Regions from separate parts of the Sus scrofa genome. Here region 2 is linked to region 1. Evidence: chromatin contacts called from public Hi-C data. All regions are on one chromosome and are shown on one strand. Each heading gives the region's core, a stretch centred on a gene start, on an enhancer-like site or on the middle of the called end of the contact. The rest is flanking DNA. Distances are from core to core; before and after follow the strand shown.

Region 1 (6,949 bases), core at 2,770-5,269:
CTCACCTCTGACCTTGGAGTCCTTACTGAAGCGCCACTGAGGCACAAAGACGGTGATGTCTCGGTGGCCTCGGTCCCAGAAGTACTGCACAGCAATGGCAATGCCCCGGCTGGAGAAGTAGTGCTGGAGGCCATGCCTGCAGTGGGAAGAGGTCAGCACTCTGGGGCCCCAGAGTGGGGGCACGGCAATCTGGCTGGATTGCACCCCCTGCTCAGCGCATATCCCCAAGGTGAACAAAACTGCTCGTTTCACCATCCCATCCCCTTCCCCAGGACTCTCAGCCCCACCAGGTACTCACACCATGGCCACGTTGCTGCCGTCGATGACAATATGGCGGAGGTCTGGTTGGCCCGGCACGTTGGCAAGGCACAGGGTGAAGGGGTCCTGGAGGGCCTCCTGGAAACGCTGCGTGCCGGTCACCAAGTTGCCCCCCCGGGTGCCTCGTTTCCATGGAGACCCCCGACCTCGAGCCACAACCTGCTGCTTGTCTGCCCTGTCCCCTCGGTCTCCACAGTGCCACGGGGGTTCAGGCGCAGGTGGGGGGCTGGGCACTCTGGGCGGTGAGGCTTTCCCATTATGGAGCCGCTGGAGGAGGGAGGCTCCCCTGGGCTGAGCTGCCTTCTGACAGGGGCCCTGGGCACCAGGAGGCTCACCCTGGACCCAGAACCTTCCCTTTTCCTGAGGTACCCCCTCCTTCCCCAGGGCCTTCCCCTTCAGGGGCGCTGCCTGCCCTGCCTCTCCTCCTCCTATCTGTGACCCAAAGGCCCCTTGTCTCTCCCAGGTCTCTTCCCTGGGAAGCTCCTTCCACCCCAAGTCCGTCTCCCTGGGAGCACCCTGCTTTTCTCTCTCCTTCTCCAGAGCATGTCTCTCGTCCCTTGACTCTCGCCACCCTGTTGGGCCTGTGTCCAGGGACTCCCTGCCTTCACTCAGGGGAGTCCTGACTTCCTGGTGCAATCCTGGGCTGCCCTGCTCCCAGGATGGGAATGCTTGGGGCCCCTGCCCCCTGGAGGCCTCCTGCACCAGGCTCAGCAGTTCCTCCTGGATGGCCAGGGGCAGCTGCAGCAGGGCCTCTGTGTAGGCATCCACCCGGGACTGCAGCAGGGCAGAGAAGTCTCTCAGAACTCCAGCACACTGAGAAGCTCCAGGGGACGGCCCTGGCAGAAACTCCCAGCTCAACCGCTCCACCAGCTCCTCCACTCGGCTCTGGACCATGACGAAGGCCTCAGTCAGGCCACTGACCATCAGAGAACCGGGTGCCCCAGGCACCAGATGGGCTGATGTGCTCCAGGCCAGGCAATCAAGGAAGAAGCCCTGGGCTCCTAGGAAGATGCAGTGCAGTTTGGGTGGGTAGTGGATTTCATTCTGCAGCTCCGGGTTGCAGAGACCCTTCAAGTACTCCTGGGGGAAGGAGAGAAAGAAGGAGACTGCTGGAATCCTAAGTGGCTCAATGGCCCATTGCTCTCCCCTGAGCTCCAGTTGACAGCCTAGGGCTGAAATTCCATTTAGAACTTGATTCAACTTAAGATACTGTTATAATTAATTGGTAAAAAAAAAAAAAAAAAAAAAAAAAGGCTGTCTCTTCCAAACATTTATGTGTGTGTATATGTGTGTTGTACATTTCCATCATAATGACCATCATTGCTAACTTTTACTGAACTGATGCTTTACATGCTTCATCTCATTCACAATAAATCCAGTGAGGTGGTTACTATTATTATTCACATTTTATAGATAAAGAAACTGAAACTAGGACCACAAGGATGGTATTTGGTGTTGGCGCCTTACAGGAAGCCCGGACTAATTCCAACAGAAGAAATGTGGCCTCCACCCCACAGTGAATTCCTTGGTGGGGCCTGCTGGCCCAACCAGATTATCTCTAACTTTCGAAGAGAACAAACTGATGCGAACTGAATTACTTATCCCCGAGCCCTAGCAGAACCTTTGTAGTAAGAGCAGAAATGAAACCAAAACTCCAGACAAATAGAGTCCGGAAGTCCCTCAGAGCTCAGGGCCAGTGAGACAAACAAGGAGTGGAGATCCTTCCCAGCCCCTCCTCTCTTCTGCCCTCACTGGGGGGCAAGGGGGAGAGGGAGTCCTGGTTCCCCCCTCCCCCCGGGGGGAGGCCTGGGGGGGGAGGGTCAGGGAGAGGTGTTCACCTTGGCTCTGCTGGCGTTCTCCTTGGGGCCCTCCAGCTGCAGCCAGATGTGAGGGTTCTCGGGACAGTCCTTGGGGAGGACGCTCATCCCCACCCTGAAGATGCGTTCCACATGGGGCTGTTGCTCCCGCACCTTGTCCTCGGCCTCCGCAGACACGGCAAAGCGGTCAGGGGACGAGGAGCCAGCCCCCCAGGTAGGCATGGCTGCTTGGCCGCCCAGCCCTGTAAAGAGGGAAAGCAGCTCAGAGCCAGGATGTCCCTTCAACCCAAATCTTTGTTTCCTGGCCTACACCAGCTATCAACAGGTCCTCAGCCAGTTACCAAACTGGTAAACAACCCAGGCGGCAGCCAGCATTTCAGTCCACCTGGAGGGTAGGAAGGGGATGTCAGATTATCTGGACGCAAGGGCCTTCCTCCCGAAGACGAAGTCATGGATAAACAAGGCTGTCTCTCTGGGAGGGGTGTGTGGCCTCTGGAAAATGATAACCACAGCCGGGAGCAGGGTGGGGGGAATCCCGCTGGATCTGGAGGGCAGGAGTGGGACGGGTGACGAAAGAGCCCCTCTCCTCGGGGTCTCTGCGATCTCCCGGTCCAAGACGGCCTCTTAAAGACGAATCCTCACCAGGGCTTAAACTGGGCTGTCCTCTGGGGTCCCTTGTCAGCCATTTCCAAGGTTCTGGCCACTCCCACCCTTCGCCCTCCCTCCGCCGCCTGGTCCGCTGCACCCATCGGTCTCGCCACACTCCCCACGCGGGGCCCAGGGGCCGGGTTGGGCCCCGCCCCCGCAGCCGCTGGCGGCTGCCGCCCCCCGACTGCGCTCTGCACTGCGGCCTCTGGCTCCCGCGGTCCGGGCGCGGGGGAGAGCGCGCCTACCCGCCTCGCCGCCCTCTGCGGCCTCAGTCCCGCCGGCGCCGCTCGGTGCCCGCTGGCCCCAGCTTCGCCTGCGCCCCCGGCCCAGGGAAGAAGAGCTGGGGGCCCAAATCTGGGCGGGCCTTTCCGATTCCTCACCCAACGGGGACCTCTCTTCCCCACATCACGAACAGTTTTTTGAGTCACTTCCTGGCCCGGGGCGGAGCCAGCTCGGCCCCTCCCAGGGGCTAGGCCAGCCCTGAGCCCCAGCGCGCACCCGCTGGGACCAGCCGCAGGCTGCTCCTCGCCCCCGGGCCTGGCCCCGCCCCCGGCCTACCCGCCCCGCCCCGTCCCGTCCCGGGCCCGCCCACCCTCCCGCTCCAACTCCTAGACTCCCTGGGGGGTCAAGGTCTCCCGTTCCTCTGGGTTTTCAGCCGCTCCGCGCAGTTGTTTCTCAGGAATGAGGAACCACTCTTGGAGAGATGGAAGTGAAGGGGGCCTCGTCCCTTCGGATGAAGATATAGAAGACCAAGGAAAGGAAGAGACTGGCCCAGGGTCACGGAATAGTGCCCCTGTTCGCCTGCGCACTTTCCACCAAAACAGTTGTGGGGAAAACACTAGGATACTCCCTTTTCCAACAGTGGAAAAAATGCTGCTAAGCGGGCTGTTGATTTGTGAAGGATTTTAAAGAGGGGAGGAGTGAGCAGGAGGAAGGGGCTGTAGAATTGGTCTCACACATATGCACAAACACACACTCAGAATCTCACACAGTCACCCGTGTTCTTTGTCGCCCCAGTTCCAGCCTTCAGTGCTCTTGAGGGGGCTGCCCTGGGGATCTGGCTGAAGCCCTCCCATCTGGCTGCCTCATTTCTCCTCTCCCTCCCAGAGCCCAACTGCTGTCATTTTGTGCCCTGCCAAGGAGGAGGGACCTGCAGTGACAGCAGGAGAGGCAGGACAGAGTTGTGGGGCACGAGAGGGATGGAGATGCCAAGACCAGGTGACCATGAGTCCCAGAGAGAAGACTGAGAAGCAGGGTGAGGGGTGCTGAGAGTCTGTGGCAGAGGAGGGCAAAACCAAGGAGCAGAAAGAGGAGGCTTGGGGGTCACAGAGCCACTCAGCCATGCTGGGAGCAAAGCAACACTGGCCACCAGGTCCTCCACTCAGCCCTGGGCTGCCCTTGGCCCTGACTCTTCTGGTTCTCAGGGCCGGGTGGGCCCAAGAGGGGACAGAGCCAGTCCTCCTGGAAGGCGAGTGCCTGGTGGTCTGTGAGCCGGGCCGAGCTGCTGCAGGGGGTCCCGGGGGAGCAGCCCTGGGAGAAGCACCCCCTGGAAGAGTGGCATTTGCTGCAGTCCGAAGCCACCACCATGAGCCAGCAGGGGAAATCAGCAACGGCACGGGTGGAGCCATCTACTTCGACCAGGTAATCCCCCTCCCCTGCAAAGACCTGGAAGCACTGTCCAAGCCCGCTCTGCTGCTAAGGAAACAGCCCCTGCTGTGGCTGGTTGCCCCCAAGCCTGCTGCCCTTCTCCCTTCCCTTCACTCCCCCCATACCCTCCTTGACCTTTCTCACCATTTCTTTTGAACCCAGGCATTCCTCCTGTCCTGTCTGCTTGTCACCCCTTCCTTTCCTTACTCGCTGCCCCTTTCCCCAACCCCGTGGTTTCCCTGAGCCCCAGGCATCCCTGAGCCCTACTCAGCAGGGTCTGCTTCCCACAGGTCCTGGTGAACGAGGGCGGTGGCTTTGACCGAGCCTCAGGCTCCTTCGTGGCCCCTGTCCGAGGTGTCTACAGCTTCCGGTTCCATGTGGTGAAGGTGTACAACCGCCAAACTGTCCAGGTGACCTGAATACTAGGCCCTGTCCTATCTCCAACTCCTGGGGCGGAGGGCGGGGGGGTCAGGGTAAGAGGAGGGGAAATAAGTGGAGCCCAGCTGACCCCCAGGCAGACCTCCATTGACCTGTGTCCTGGGAGGCCAAGAGCAAGGGGGGAACGGACCTACCTAACAGAGCGTGTGATAGAGGTCCAGAGTCCAACATGGGCCACCCCGCAGCCCTCCCAGGTGGGTGCACTGTCCAGGTTCCCAGGTATTAGCGTGTCCCTCTGGGGCTGGAGAGAAGGGAGAAAGCCCTCAAGAGAGTGGGGTCCTGGGGCGAGGGGCAGGGACAGGTGCTAACTGGGCTTCCCTCTGCAGGTAAGCCTGATGCTGAACACATGGCCTGTCGTCTCGGCCTTTGCCAATGACCCAGACGTGACCCGGGAGGCAGCCACCAGTTCTGTGCTACTGCCCCTGGATCCTGGGGACCGGGTGTCTCTGCGCCTGCGTCGAGGGAACCTACTCGGTGGCTGGAAATATTCGAGCTTCTCTGGCTTCCTCATTTTCCCACTCTGAGGGCTGAAGCTTTTCAAAGACAGAAATCTAGCCCCTGACCTCTGCCCTCTACCCTTTCCTGCCCCAGAAGCAGTCTCTTTAGGGCAGGAGAAAGACTCCCTCTGGCTGCCTTTATTCCACTGCCTTGCATGGGACCCTGTGCCAAACATCCAAGGTGAGGAGTAGAGCTGCAGTGTCTTGGGACCTGTCCCTCTTACCCCACCCCCACAGTTGCCTCCCAGCCTCCCACTGCCTTGATTTCTGCCTGCAGCCCTAGAATCAGAGCAAGATTTTCCAGGGAGGGAGGCGTAGACTACTTTGCAGTCTCTGCTTCCTGTCCTCCACCCCCAACCCAGCTTCCCGCTCAGTGCTATTTGGGAACAGGTGGTACAGGTGAGCCTGACAGGCCCCTACAGGGGACCAGATGGACCAGCTTCAGCATATCCGGCAGGCTCCTTCCTGTGAGGAGTGCCAGCATCACAAATCATACTCAGAAGCTGAGCCAGCACTGCGAGGACTAGGGCCAGAGGCTTAGCCACCAGCAGATGCATGGTAAGGGCCACAGAGCAGCCCAGAGCCTGTAGCTGGTAAGGCAGGAAGGGGGCGTGCCCTCAGCCTGAACATGGTACACATTTTTTTGTGTACATTGGAGCCACCAGCAGATAGTGAACCCCAGGCATTTATCTGTGCCAGATCCCAGGTGGACTCTGCCCCTCACCTCCCCATCCAAGACATGGATATATGTTTGCTTTGGCAGAGAGCAGGTAAACAGAGCTTCCTTTGGCAGCTGGAGGTGGAGGCAGGTCACATGTGGGCAAGTATAGATCTCCAGGCCATGGAACACATCAATGCCTGTGGCCGCCTCCTAGAACTGCTCCATCTATGTAGTCGGAACTTTCATCACTCCATGCTCTCCCCATCACCTCCTTCCTCCCAGCTCTCTCAGTGACCTTCACTGTAGCTGTTCTACACTGACCTGCAACGTCTCCTCTTTCTCTTAATTTGTGCCGTCTTAGTCTCCTTCCTAAACTTCCTATTACCTTGGATGCCATGATTCATCCCTTCAGCCACTCTCCTGCCAGTATTAAAAAACTTGTGTCACCTCTCTGTCCCATTGGCCCAGCATGGATGAATCTATCAATAAAGTAATTAGAGAATGATGGTCAATGAGACCCTATAGGATCACTAGAGAGAGAAGATGCCATCACAATTGGGTTCAGGGGTTACAAGAGACCAGCAGGTATATGTTGTAGAGAAAATAAATGTAAATTCATATGTTAGAGTCAAATTTAAAAAAAAGGATTTGGTAGTACTTGAGTTAAAGAGGAAATACCAATGTGAGTTTGTGGTTTCCAAAAGAAATAACTTTTTCAAATTTTGTCACTAAAGTAGTGTAGGAACAACATCAGGAAAAATCTAATATGCATTCTTAGCACCTGGATCTTTGCCTCAACTATTATTCACCTTTAAAAGGACTCACGGTCCCTTGGAGAATAGCTCATCATAAATAACTCTAGGCTTGGAACATACTATTGAAGACAAAAATCAAAGATATTTTTTGAATGTAAGGGGTAGAGC
Region 2 (7,649 bases), core at 1,651-4,150, 190 kb after region 1:
TGGGAACCTCCATATGCCGCAGGAGCAGCCCAAGAAATGGCAAAAAAGGCAAAAAAAAAAAAAGAAAAGAAAAAGAAAAAGAAACTATGCAAGAAGAGAGTGCAGTAAATTTATCTTTTTTTACCTTTTTTTTTTCCTACTGTACAGCATGGTGACCCAGTTACACATACATGTATACATTCTTTTTTTTCACATTATCCTGCTCCATCATAAGTGACCATAGTTCCCAGTGCTACACAGCAGGATCTCGTTGCTAATCCATTCCAAAGGCAATAATCTGCATCTGTTAACCCCAAGCTCCCAGTCCATCCCACTCCCTTCCCCTCCCCCTTGGCAACTACCAGTCTATTCTCCAAGACCATGATTTTCTTTTCTGTGGAAACATTCATTTGTGCCGTATATTAGATTCCTGATATAAGTGGTATCATATGGTATTTGTCTTTCTCTTTCTGACTTATTTCACTCAGGATGAGAGTCTCTAGTTCCATCCATGTTGCTGTAAATGGCATTATGTTGTTCTTTTTTATGGCTGAGTAGTATTCCATTGTGTATATATACCACCTCTTCTGAATCCAATCATCTGTCAATGGACATTTGGGTTGTTTCCATGTCTTGGCTATTGTGAATAGTGCTGCAATGAACATGTGGGTGTATGTGTCTTTTTTTTTTTTTTGTCTTTTGTCTTTTGTTGTTGCTATTTCTTGGGCCGCTCCCGCGGCATATGTAGGTTCCCAGGCTAGGGGTTGAATCGGAGCTGTAGCCACCAGCCTACGCCAGAGCCACAGCAACGCGGGATCCGAGCCGCGTCTGCAACCTACACCACAGCTCACGGCAACGCCGGATCGTTAACCCACTGAACAAGGGCAGGGATCGAACCCGCAACCTCATGGTTCCTAGTCGGATTCGTTAACCACTGCGCCACGACGGGAACTCCTGTATGTGTCTTTTTTAAGGAAAGTTTTGTCCAGATATATGCCCAAGAGTGGGACTGCTGGGTCATACGGGAGTTCTATGCATAGTTTTCTAAGATACCTCCATACTGTTCTCCATAGTGGTTGTACCAGTTTACATTCCCACCAACAGTGCAGGAGGGTTCTCTTTTCTCCACACCCCCTCCAGCATTTATTTGTGGACTTACTAATGATGGCCATTCTGACTGGAGTGAGGTGGTATCTCAGGGTAGTTTTGATTTGCATTTCTCTAATAATCAGTGATGTTGAGCATTGTTTCAAGTGCTTGTTGGCCATCTGTATATCTTCCTTGGAGAAATATCTATTCCGGTCTTTTGCCCATTTTTCCATTGGGTTGTTGGCTTTTTTGCTGTTGAGTTGTATAAGTTGTGTGGAGTGCAGTAAATTTAAAGTGCTGAAGGAAAAAAGCCCACCAACCTAGACTTCTGTATATATCAAAATTATGTCTCAAAAGTGAAATATAACTAGAATTTCATACATGTCTGATCTGGGTACTTCGGGACCTCCAACTAGATGCCCCCTGGGCAGCTGAATATGTGGGGCACCTCAGAAGACTGATCTTAAGTGGAGACGGTGGGGAGCCATTATATCTAGGAAAGGAGATGCCCCAAAGAAAGGGTAATTTCACTAAACCCCTGTAAGGCAGTCAGAGAAGGTAATTAATTCAATCAACAGAAAATGTACATTGTGTGCAGAGGTTCTGTTCCTGGCAATGGAAATGAGAGGCACCAGAAACTGTGACAAGGAGAAAGACAAGTAAAACAGTCATTTACATTAGGGGACTGACTGTAGCAAGTGCGCGGAAGCAATTTGAAAAAGAAAATCTATTTTTATTATTTACTTTAGCACTTCATGATTAAAAAAGAAAAGATAGCAAACATAGAAAACATAGAATATTACCTAGTCTCACCATCTAGAGAAAAACAGGGTAACAATCTGATGTATCTTTTTTTTTTTTTTTGTCTTTTGTCTTTTTTTTTGTTGTTGTTGTTGCTATTTCTTGGGCCGCTCCCGGGGCATATGGAGGTTCCCAGGCTAGGGGTCGAATCGGAGCTGTAGCCACCGGCCTACGCCAGAGCCACAGCAACGCGGGATCCGAGCCGCGTCTGCGATCTACACCACAGCTCACGGCAACGCCGGATCGTCAACCCACTGAGCAAGGGCAGGGACCGAACCCACAACCTCATGGTTCCTAGTCGGATTCGTTAACCACTGCGCCACGACGGGAACTCCTGATGTATCTTTTTAAACTTTGTTTTCGGGTTTGTTTTTGTTTGTTTGGTTGGATTTCCTTTGCTTTTTTAGGGCCACACCCGTGGCATATGGAAGTTCTCAGGCTAGGGGTCGAATGGGAGCTACCGCTGCTGGCCTCCACCACACCCACAGCAACGCTAGATCTGAGGCGCGTCTGCAACCTACAGCAAAGCTCAAGGCAACTGACCCTCAACCCACTAAGCAGGGTCAAGGATCGAACCTGCATCCTCAAGCATACTAGTCAGGTCCGTAACCCGCTGAACCACACCAGGAACTCCCTGTATTTTATTTTTTAAAGGCGGGCGCCCTCTTCTGTTCTGTGAAAGGAAGAACAGTTGAATTCTTAATGGCAGCGGCGCGCCGCCGGGAAAGGCTTTGCAGGCGCTGGTTTGGGTGCCGGGATTTAAGGAATCGTATTTGAGAGGTGAAGACAATGGAGAAAGGAAGTGGCATAGACCTCCTTCAAAGACCAAAAAGCTAGACCTCAAAGAAAGACGTGACTTCTCTATATGCTCCGCAAAAAAACACCGAGGCCAGGGGCGGGACCCAAAACTGCACTCGCCACCACCCACCGGCCGTCAGCAGAGCAGGTCACAGTGGGCGGGAGCCGGCAGCGGCGCAGCCGGATCTGCGGGGGCGTGGCCTTATGACGCGACGTCACGTCTCCTCTGCCTGAAGGCCCATTGGTTCTCCACTGCCACCCTTTTCCGGGGTAGGGAAACTGGTGGCAGAGCCGAAGCGAGGTAGCCGTCCGGTTAGAGACTGCGGCGGCGTCTAAGACACAGCAACCTGGTGCCAGTGTAGCTGGCCAGCTTCTCCATTCGGGCTGCATCCAGAGTTGGGGAAAAAAACCCTAGAATTCTAGTGACCCACGGGAGGGTGTGGACTCAGATCGCGAACTATGCGGCGCAGACCAAAATAGCGGAGTCGGAGGGCCACCGGAAGCCCCACCCCTAGGAGGAGTCGCGAAGCCTCGCCTTGGAGGTAGGAACCAAAAGGGACGGCCCCTGGGGTGGAGCCCGCCGGCCATGGCCGCGCCCCCGGAGGCTGGTCCCGCAGCCCTGCGCTTCGCAGCCGCAGCCAGCTGGCAAGTTGTGCGCGGACGGCGCGTGGAGCATTTTCCGCGAGTATTGGAGTTTCTGCGATCCCTGCGCGCTGCTGCCCCTGGCTTGGTTCGCTACCGGCACCATGAACGCCTGTGTATGGGCCTAAAGGCCAAGGTATTGGAGTCAGTAGGACCTGGTTGAGGGGAAAGGGGAGGGATACGAGGTCCTCTGCTGGACCGACCGCTCTGGAGTGGGACTGGTTGGAAAAGGGTAGCTTGCCCCGACGTGGGGATTCTGAGCTCAGTATTCTTCACAGCTGGTGGTGGAGCTGATCCTGCAGGGCCGGCCTTGGGCCCAGGTTCTGAATGCCCTGAATCACCACTTCCCAGAGTCTGGACCTGTGGTGCGGGACCCCAAAGCCGTGAGTCGTCCCTGGAAGAAGCCCTACCCCCAGTTAACACTTAGGGCAGCACAGTTGCTCCTCCTTCCTGTCACTGGTCCTGATGTCCCTAACTTGTTTGCTTTCCTTACTCCCAACAGACAAAGCAGGATCTGAGGAAAATCTCAGAGGCCCAGGAAACCTTTTGCCAGCAGGTGAAGCAACTAGCAAAGGATTCTGTTGATTTGGCTTCGAACCTACAGGTGGGACTGGCAGCTTTGGAAGCTATGGTGTAGCTTTTTCTTTAGTCCTTTTCTGACCTGCTTCTTTCCTTCCTGCAGGGACTTGAGCAAGAGTATGGGGAAACTTTCCTGGCTGCCATGGAAAAGCTGTTTTTTGAATACTTGTGTCAGCTGGAAAAAGCACTGCCTACACTGCAGGCACAGCAGGTTTCTGGGAACAAAACACATTAAGGGTAGAATGTGGGTGGTTGTGTCAAGGACTGTGGTCTTTATGCCTCTCTTCTCCTTGCCCACAGCTTCAGGATGTGCTGAATTGGATGCAGCCTGGAGCTTCTGTCACTTCTTTTGTCCTGAGCCAGTATGTTGTGGACATGGGGTGGCCACCTCCAGGTACCAGGACCATCTCTGAAAACTAAGAATTTGGGGGTGGAATGTCTAGCCTGAGACTTTTTTTTTTTTTTTTTTGTCTTTTTTGCCTTTTCTAGGGCTGCTTCCGCGGCATATGGAGATTCCCAGGCTAGGGTCTAATCAGAAATATAGCCACCAGCCTACGCCAGAGCCACAGCAACACGGGATCCGAGCCGCACCTGCAACCTACAGCACAGGTCAAGGCTACGCTCATCCCATTGAGCGAGGCCAGGGATCGAACCTGCAATCTCATGGTTCCTAGTCGGATTCCTTAACCACTGAGCCAGGAGGGGAACTCCAGTAGGTTGCCTTTTTAAGCAGCTCTGCTTGCTTTTTCAGAGTGCTCTGCTACTGACTCAGCGACCACCTCAGAGCCCATGGGGCAGAGTCCTCCTCAGCAGCCAAGACCAGCACTCGACAACCCTCTGCCAAAAGCCCAGCCTGGCCCACACCTTCCACAGGGACCAATCTCAAGGAAGCACCCAGAACCTCTGGCTGGCCACCACTTCAATCTGGCCCCTCTAGGCCGGCGAAGAATCCAGTCTCGGTGGGCATCCACTAGCGGAGGCCATAAGGAGCGCCCCACAGTTATGCTGTTCCCCTTTAGGAATCTGGGTTCACCAACACAAGTCATATCTAAGCCTGAAAACAGGGAAGAACATGGGACACACATGGCAGATCCAGCAGGTGCAGTGGGCACCAGAGCGGCCTCTGCTGGCAAGTCTAGGAGTCCATCCAAGACCCTGGGGGGAAGGGCTCTGAAGGAGAACCCAATTGACCTGTCTGCCTCAGAGCAAAAGGAGTGAGTAGACCAGTTGTTTCTCCCTCCTAGTGGCACATTCCCTGCCTGCTTTCCCTTCACCCTGTCTTTGTTTGCTCTCGCCTCAGGAACTGCTTGGATTGCCCCATGGGCCCCCTGAGACTGTCATTATCACCTCCGAGGGCCAGGAAGCCAGGTAGGTCATCCTGAGTCAGGACCGGGTCAGACAGCCCCTTCTCTTGGAGACTCGAGGGTCGATGTTCACCGAGAAGAGTACTTGGACTCTGGTTTCCTCCCTGCAGCGTGTCCTCCGTCTCTGTGCAGCTCTGACATTACCATAGGGGACCTGGTTTTGGACTCGGAGGAGGAGGAGGAGGAAAATGGCCCGAGAGAAGGAAAGGTGAGTAGGAAGCAATGGAAAGCTGGGGGAGGCAGGGGCGCTTAGTGGCAGAACCAAGCAGAAAGCCACATGGTCTGGAGGACAGGGGCTCAGGGCATGTCTCAGTGATGATAGGATGTCCCTGCTCCCTTCTCTGCAGGAATCTCTGGAAAACTATCAGAAGACAAAGTTTGACACCCTGATCCCCACCTTCTGTGAATACCTCCCCCCTTCTGACCCCAGTGCTGAGTCTGTCCCTTTCCCTGACCATATAGACAGTTCTAGACTCCTACGATAGGACTGGCGTGCTCGCGGCACTCAGCCAGTTCCTTCCTCCTCAGTTCTGCATGCAGTTTGGGGGAATAAAGTGGAAGCCTAGGCTTGGACTGACTACATAGTTAAAAAATCACTTTGTGAAGCTTGATAATTAAATTTGGGATTTTTTAAAAGACTGTCTTGGTGTGAGGGAGGGGAATTAAGGCTTCTTTAAGGTCACTGTAGGTTATTCCTTAGAAACAGAACCGGCCTCTCCAGGGCTGGAAGGGGATCCCTTTGCCATTTCACTTCCCCTGGAGAGTGCTGTTCAGATGTGCCCGAAAAGGTTACCAGAGCTGAGCCTGGATAAGAAGTTTCCTTTGGCTACTCTGAAAATACTATGTGAGTCCTGATACCAGAATAGACTTTTGTAAGGCCTCCTACTGCCAGGTTCCCTGGGAGCGGTGGCACTAGGACGGAGATGCTTTGTGGGAAGAGTATGCACTGTCCTTGGCTCTGCTGGGTCAGTGCCTTAGAGCAGCACCCAGATGCTAGCCTTGTGCAGAAAACCCCAGAATCTCTTTTCTTTCTTTCTTTTTTTTTTTTTTTTTTTTTGTCATTATCTTTACGTTTGAGTATATGTTGGATTTTTCTGGGTCAGCTTTTACAGATGTATCTTTCAGAGAGAAAGGAGTTTTATGGGCCTTTCCTGTTTTTTCAGTGCAAGTGCTCCCTCTTCTGTTGCTATAGTGAAGAGCAGTTTTCTTAATTATAATGTGCTTTTTTGGTAGTCAGACCAGATCTTAGCTGTTCCCACTAATTTTGGGTGATTTCTTCCTGGAAGTGAACCTATGTTGATGTCACTGAGTTTCAGAGCCACATCCATGGCATATGGAGGTTCCCAGGCTAGCAGCTGAATCAGAGCTGTAGCTGCCATCCTACCCCACAGCCATAGCAACACGGGATCCGAGCCACATCTGTGACCTATACCACAGGTCACGGCAACGCCGGATCCTTAACCCACTGAGCGAGGCCAGGGATCGAACCTGCATCCTCAGGGATACTAGTCAGTTTCAATACTAGCCACCATGGGAACTCTGGGATTTCTCTTTATTGAGGTACTTAAAATATATAAACACTTCTGAGCTTTGTAGATATTCCAGATTCTATTTAATGAATCTGATGAACAAAACATGATTCTAAAGACCTGTCTCTTCCAGACCAAGCCCACATAAAGCCCTTATGTATGAATCAGCATCTCTTCCTTTTAATAATCTTCAGAATGCCGGGTCCCCAGATTCCTGTTTGATTATCTTACTTCATTTTCTCAGCCTGCCTTCCTTGCTTCCTCCCCAGTGAGTACCCTGGGCATTTTGCACGTGCAGATAGATAAGTGCAGAATCACTGCAGGAGCCCTCAGCAGAGAGAGGGTAGGAAATGACCAAGTAAGAGTCCTAGGAGTTGGGAATTGCAGAAGGGGTGCTGGTGCCCTGGGAGGGCAGAATTGTCAGGTCTAGCTCTCGTCACTGAAGATGGGATTCACCTGCTGGGTGACACGGATGAAGGTAGTTCTCCGACTCAGCTCCTTTAGCTTAGCTGCTCCCACATAGGTGCAGGTAGAACGGATCCCTCCAAGGATGTCCCGGATGGTGTGCTCTACAGCCCCTTTAAAGGGCACCTCCACAGTCTTTCCCTCTGAGGCCCTTAGAGGAGGAAAAGCTTTTTTAGCTTTTCTTTCTGGATTCCTTAAGCCAAATGACTCTTCCCCAGTCTCTATCATTTACCCCAGTTTCCCCTCTTCCCCCAAGAACTGTACCATCCATCTCCCAGCAGCCCTGAGGTCTGTCGCCACCTTACTTAGAAAGTCACACTTTATCAGAACCCTCGGCTTCTGGCCCCCACACCTACCTGTACTCAGCCACGCCCCCCGCATACTTCTTCATGGCCATTTCAGA

Evidence for each region. A called contact is a pair of places that touch in the nucleus more often than the background predicts.
Region 2: a contact with region 1 is called in a Hi-C map of epiblast stem cells, with 1.6 times the contacts expected there. The contact joins the promoter of TINF2 here to the promoter of CBLN3 in region 1. A contact is called at or near these places in 2 of 5 promoter capture datasets (fetal liver and liver), 15 of 47 Hi-C or Micro-C datasets (alveolar macrophages, blood, embryonic fibroblasts and 8 more) and 1 of 2 datasets of contacts at active chromatin or transcription factors (alveolar macrophages).

What each region holds. Positions count from the first base shown.
Region 1 is chr7:74,861,912-74,868,860 of Sscrofa11.1, forward strand. It overlaps CBLN3 (cerebellin 3 precursor), which reads left to right and starts at 4,020. Exons shown (of 3, transcript NM_001112680.1): 1 at 4,020-4,424; 2 at 4,721-4,840; 3 at 5,195-6,532. The coding sequence starts at 4,125. The coding sequence ends at 5,392. It overlaps KHNYN (protein KHNYN), which reads right to left. Exons shown (of 8, transcript XM_021099195.1): 2 at 2,157-2,377; 3 at 299-1,398; 4 at 6-136.
Region 2 is chr7:75,053,891-75,061,539 of Sscrofa11.1, forward strand. It overlaps TINF2 (TERF1-interacting nuclear factor 2), which reads left to right and starts at 2,901. Exons shown (of 8, transcript XR_002345917.1): 1 at 2,901-3,445; 2 at 3,588-3,692; 3 at 3,812-3,913; 4 at 3,992-5,102; 5 at 5,189-5,256; 6 at 5,363-5,460. It overlaps GMPR2 (GMP reductase 2), which reads right to left. Exons shown (of 10, transcript XM_001928014.5): 9 at 7,603-7,649; 10 at 6,790-7,397. The coding sequence ends at 7,208.